2 separate regions of the Arabidopsis thaliana genome follow, and region 1 is linked to region 2. Evidence: chromatin contacts called from public ChIA-PET data. All regions are on one chromosome and are shown on one strand. The core of a region is the stretch at or near the end of the contact, and the rest is flanking DNA. Distances in the headings are between cores, read along the strand shown.

Evidence for each region. ChIA-PET counts read pairs in DNA pulled down with a chosen protein or histone mark.
Region 1: a contact with region 2 is called in an H3K4me3 ChIA-PET map of shoot, with 13 read pairs. The contact joins the promoter of AT5G06885 here to the promoter of VAM3 in region 2. A contact is called at or near these places in 5 of 26 Hi-C or Micro-C datasets (leaf, seedling and shoot), 2 of 2 datasets of contacts at active chromatin or transcription factors (seedling and shoot) and 1 of 3 other capture datasets (root).

What each region holds. Positions count from the first base shown.
Region 1 is chr5:19,045,645-19,048,531 of TAIR10.1, reverse strand. AT5G06885 (a long non-coding RNA gene) reads left to right here and starts at 1,613. Exons shown (of 1, transcript NR_142958.1): 1 at 1,613-1,880. AT5G46910 (Transcription factor jumonji (jmj) family protein / zinc finger (C5HC2 type) family protein) reads right to left here and starts at 2,193. Exons shown (of 11, transcript NM_124062.3): 1 at 1,642-2,193; 2 at 605-992; 3 at 227-383; 4 at 1-147. The coding sequence starts at 1,644.
Region 2 is chr5:19,012,239-19,015,481 of TAIR10.1, reverse strand. VAM3 (Syntaxin/t-SNARE family protein) reads left to right here and starts at 1,372. Exons shown (of 7, transcript NM_124057.4): 1 at 1,372-1,871; 2 at 2,000-2,093; 3 at 2,173-2,312; 4 at 2,470-2,532; 5 at 2,646-2,803; 6 at 2,883-2,983; 7 at 3,075-3,243. The coding sequence starts at 1,687. The coding sequence ends at 3,140. AT5G46870 (RNA-binding (RRM/RBD/RNP motifs) family protein) reads right to left here and starts at 249. Exons shown (of 5, transcript NM_124058.4): 1 at 1-249.

The DNA.
Region 1 (2,887 bases), core at 364-2,863, 33 kb before region 2:
GCATACTCAACTGTTTCAGTCTTGCCACACGCAATTTCCTTCCAGAATTCTTTCTCCAAGAATGAGTCGGGCAAAGAGCCACCACTGCAATATCTGCGTGCAAATACCTTGTTCGCCATTTTCTCATAGTCGCGAAATGTATAGGTCCTGAGTAGTTTACAAATAATTAAATACAAACTATAAAGTGAAGATGTAGAGCTAAATGGTAATAGGTTTAATAACAAACCTCCCACTCATGAAGAATGTAACTTTATCATCAGAATCCCACTCAGCAAGTCGAAGGGGTTGTACTCTGGTAGTGAACTTAAAGTTTGATTTCTCTTTCATCAACACAGCGCCAGCAGGAACTGTTGCTGTCAAAGGAGATACAATCTTGCAAATACCTACAAACGACAGAGGCAGAATATGAGATTGGATAGAAATACATAATGAGATTAATTACAGTTAAATGTCTATGAAAGGATACAAGTCTTCTATATTGCCTACATCACATTTTTCTTTCCATTTTATAGACAACACCAATCAATGGCTTCAACAAACTTATGAAGCCATGAAAATTAAGAAGCACAATTCTACTACTTGCATATTGAGATTTTTGTTTTACCATATTTTGAAGCTTCTGGGAAAATCTTCTGCAAATAAGTCAGAGGATCCTCAAACTCCTCCTTTGTTGGTCTGTAGACAGGACATTCTGGAAGCCTCTCGGTCCATTTTAGATCATCTGTCTCAAGCTTCTCCACTTTTTCCTTCATCAAGCCACCTCTCACAGTAGATGCACCATGCACTTTAGATACTGTATCACTAGAAGTTACCCGTAATCTCATTCCACATGACGCTGAAGTTGGTCTCAAAGCATCACCACCACTTCTAGCCATTGTGCTGAAGCCTACTGTTTCATTGACAGAGTCTGATCTCATTTTTTGAAGCTTTTTACGTTTCAGAAATTCTAACCCATCCTTAGCCTCTTTAGACAAGCAGATCCTCCTTTCCGCCTGACAAAACCAAGTGTCAGCAAACATTCCTCTAGATACATATCAAAAGTTCATACTACAAATACCATATACAGGAGTCATAGATACACAATAGGTCAACCATTCACACTTAACCCACTATAGCTCCAAAATATTATAACTCCACAAAAAGCTAAGAAACATAAAAAGTGAACACAGAAAACGGAAACAGTCAACACCTAGAAGTTTCAAAAGGTATATAAGCATTTTCACTTCCTGGTACAGCCTTATCTCTTTGACCAATACCCTACAAAGTCAAAGAATGTGACAATTTCTAATTTCAACACCCTCGAAGAACGCGAGTCACAACTTAGAAACCATCGACAACTTCCTCTCATACACACAATCATTTGACCTACGTGAAGATTCGCCGCCATTTCAACAGAGCTCAAATCTCAAGTTCACAAAAATAGCAACAAAACGTGAGATTCTCCATAGAGAAGGATCAAACAACGAAGCAGAGTAAAAAAAAGAGTAACCAATTCAAGAAAAAAAATAGCAGAAACTCTAAAAAAATCGAGCAATGTTAGAGATCTGATCCAACAAAATCGTTAACAACAAAAATTCACGAGAATTCCAAAATCGTTAAACAACAAAATTGACTAAAATCAGAGAGGGGAAATCATCTCACCATATCATTCCGTAATCTATTATCTCTGTAGACTTTCGTTTTCTTCAGCCGGATTAAGAAACAAAAAGCGACCACAACAAGCAACGAACCAAAAGAACAGAGACGAAACCCTAGATCACGATCTCGCCCCACGAATTCAATACAAAGCCTGGCATGCAAACAAAGTAAACCACATTCTACGAAAACGCCGCGTAACGAGCCAGGGACCGAGTCAAACACGGAGATCCGAATCGCCGCGTAGCCGAGTCAAACGAACATTCAGAAATCAACCAGAGGACGATTCCAAGGACGAGAAAACGAAGGCTATTAACGGAACGGAGAAACCAAAACCGGCCGGAGAAATCGTTTTTTTTTTCCGGCGGTAGAGGAGAGAGAAACTGTAGAGATGCTAAAAGAGGACCGAGAGAGGAAGAAACTTGGAAAACCGGAAAAAATTGTTATGAATGTATAATTTATAGTTTTATACTCCAAAACGTGTATGCTTTAGTGGCCACCGTAATTTTAACACAAAAGCCGTTCCTAATTAAAATTCTAAAGAAAACAACAAATTATAATTAAATATTGGTGAATATCGGGAAGGTTCCCAAATTCTTCACAAGCCATATCAATTAGCCAATTAGGTGTCTAATGAACGCTCCTACCGTTTTGCTGCGATTGGTGCGGTCATGATCTATTTTAAGAATTTTTAAGTCATTTCATAAACATCCCAAGATTTTAAGCAAAGTATAATCCAATCATATTAAAATATATCTTATTTAAAGAAAAAGTGAATAGTCTAATCAAAAATTAAATATTTTTATATTTTTAAAAATTTCTAACAAACTAATGTTTACTTTTGTTATATTTGTTCTAAATTTAAAAAGATGTACATTTTATTTGTTTGAAATTTACAACCACTATTTTCCAGTAAACAAATATTAAATAAAAGGTTTCAGCTATTATTAATCTATAGCTGTAGCTAATCAACTCCATTATCAGTCAGCCTTTTTTCCTTTTTAATACTTGTACCAATCAGCTTTATTTTTATAATTGTTTAAGACCAAATGCTTAATAAAAAAATAAAGAAAAAATAGATTCCCAACAGAAAATAAAATAAAAAAATAAAAAAAAAGGAACTATAAGTGTGAAGGAAAGTGGTGGTTGTTAGGTGGTTCAACCAAACGCTGCCAACCCATTAAAACGCCGTTTCATCAATCTTGCGTTTCCTTCAAACAGTAAAATAGTGTCATAACGGAGGGTATTCAAG
Region 2 (3,243 bases), core at 123-2,622:
AAAAACCGATATAAACCGGATTGAAACGGAAGATTTTCTGAATTTGAAACGAAAACAGAAGAGAAAATGAAAATCCTAGTAAGGAAAAATCTTTGGCTGTGAGGAAAATACAAAGCGGATTCAATTTAAATACAATTCTCCGGTACGTGTAACCGTCGGGATTATGTTTTTTTTTTTTTGTCTCGCCGGCGACTTCAAGGAAGAAAAAGGTCGTGCTTAGCTATTTCTTTGTCGGGAAAGATTCTAATTAAATTTTAATCATATAGTACTTACGTTTAAAACAAAACAAAAGACGTGACATAATCACATTATCAACCACTATCTGTCGTCCACGTGTCCAAAACCGTTTCTGCTTTTCACATGTAGTAAAGTTTAATAACCTCATCATTGGAAATCTTGCGAAAAAAATGCTGATAAAGTAATTACATTAACACTTTCCATTAGGGCTGGGCAAAATATTCGATCGATCCGCTTCGATTCGGTATTCGATTTGATTTGATTCGAAAAATCCGAATTTCCGTAAGATTTTGGACCAAAGCAAATAGGAAAATGTAGTATTCGTAAAAACCGAATCAAATAGCAAATATTGTTTTTTAAAAAATCAAATATCCGCTTCGATCCGTATCTTTTGATATATATTAGAATATATAGTTATATCTATATATAGATATCATAAATAGTTTGTGTATTGTTGCTACCTTATGTTTTTATGTTAAGATGTTTGTTTGATATTTTTTTTTATGTTATGTTTTGATCAATGACATCAAAAACTATCGAGTTTTAGTTTTTGGAATTAGTTTGATAACATTTTTGTTGACCGGTGATAACAACAAAGGTTATATTTGGTATTTAGAACTTATTTTGAAAGCATGTTAAATAAAAACTTTGAATATCTGATATGGTTATATAGTTTATATATTTTTTTAAAATATTTATACGTATCAAAGCGGATATCCGCAAATATCACAAAAAAATCCGGATATTCGAAATTCCGGATATCCGGAAAGTTTCGAATCAAAGCAAATCATAAAATCAAGTATTCGGTTAAAACGAATCGAATAACAAATATCACAATTTTTCCGAATATTCGCTTCGTGCCCAGACCTACTTTTCATTATTAAACTTTCACCTAAAATAGTTAAACTAAGGGCACCGAACCAAATTGAACTGTTTAAACCGTAGTGGAATCTTATATAAACTGATTTGATTGTATCTGAACTAAACCAAACCAAATAAATGTTTTATTAAAACTTTACATTTTAACTATTTACACATATTGAGAAAAAATATAATCATATTAATATATAAACTAACTAAAAATTATTGTTTATTAACTAAAACTGAATCAAATCAAAAATAAAAACAAACTGACCCAAACCAAAATCTCAATAAACCAAACCAATTGTTTAATTTGGCAAGAAAAACAGAAACGAGGAGAGGTTACTAAATATATAGAAATAAAAGGATCAAAAAGGAAACAACTTTATCTCAGCTTTTTCTTCTCAATTAAAATCAGTTTGGGATTTTTTCGAAAACGCTTTTCAATCTTCGTCTATCTGTCTCCACGATCCACGCCTTGACCTTCGTTTTTTTTTTCTCAGAGATTAGAGAAAACTCCGATAACCAATTTCTCAATCTTTTTGTAGATCCAATTTTTCCAGGAAAAAAAGAGGTTTCGCGAAGAAGATGAGTTTTCAAGATTTAGAATCAGGAAGAGGAAGATCAACGAGGAAATTCAATGGTGGTCGACAAGATTCGACACAAGCCGTTGCTTCTGGAATATTCCAGATCAATACCGGAGTCTCCACGTTTCAGCGACTCGTTAACACACTTGGTACTCCCAAAGATACACCGGAGCTCCGGGAGAAGCTGTATGTTGAAATTGAAATCTAAATTTCATTTGATAAAAAAAATTGAATTTTTGATTTCAATTTTGATTGCTTTTTTTTTTTTGTGGATTCTGAATTTAGAAATTATTATTCGGATTTTGTTGTGATAGGCACAAGACAAGGTTGCATATTGGACAGCTTGTGAAGGATACTTCAGCTAAACTTAAAGAAGCTAGTGAAACTGATCATCAAAGCGGTGTCAATGTAAAGTGGAATCTTTTTCTTCTTGTTTGGTTTTTAAGCGACTCTTTGTTGTGTGTTTGATTGTTGTGTAATTGTGTAGCCAAGTAAGAAGATTGCAGATGCTAAGCTTGCAAGGGACTTTCAAGCTGTTTTAAAAGAGTTTCAGAAAGCTCAACAAACTGCTGCTGAAAGAGAAACCACTTATACTCCTTTCGTGCCTCAATCTGCTCTTCCCTCTAGGTAACGTGACTGATTGATTATATGTGGTTTCATGTATGTTAAGCTCGAATTCGAATTAGAAGTGTGATTATCATAAGCAAAAAGCATCACTTTGTGAATTGTTTGTGTGGTTTTGATAATCATGTTCCTTATTTTTCTTGTCTGACTCCGTATATAGCTATACGGCGGGTGAGGTGGATAAGGTACCGGAACAGCGGGCACAACTTCAGGAGTCGAAAAGGTAGGTGATATCGAAAAAATATTCTTTTACACATCTCTTATATGATGCAACTTATTTTCTCCTTTGCTTGATTGTTGATGCAACTTATTTTCTCCTTTGCTTGATTGTTGTAGACAAGAACTTGTATTGTTAGACAACGAGATTGCATTCAACGAGGCTGTGATTGAAGAAAGAGAGCAAGGAATACAAGAAATCCATCAGCAAATTGGTGAGGTTAACGAGATATTCAAAGATCTTGCGGTTCTGGTTAACGATCAAGGAGTCATGATAGGTAAAGACAATCTATTAAACTTAATTAGAACATGCCCTTGAAGCTGCAGTTAGAGAACTCACTTTTTTCTTTCTTGCAGATGATATTGGTACTCACATTGACAACTCCCGTGCTGCAACTTCACAAGGAAAATCTCAGCTTGTGCAAGCCGCGAAAACACAAAAATCAAACTCCTCTCTGGTAAAACACTCAAAAAAGTTTTCAGACAAAAACAGTGACTGAATGTTTTTTGGAAACCTTAGGCTAATGTGTTGATCTTGTTTACACGCAGACATGCTTGCTCTTGGTGATATTTGGCATTGTTCTCCTGATCGTGATTATAGTACTCGCAGCTTGATTTCGAACAGCAAGAACATTTCGTTTGTGTGTGTTCATTGATCTTAAGGCATCAATGACTGGAACTACTTGGTATATATTATATGTTGAAGAGAACACTTAGA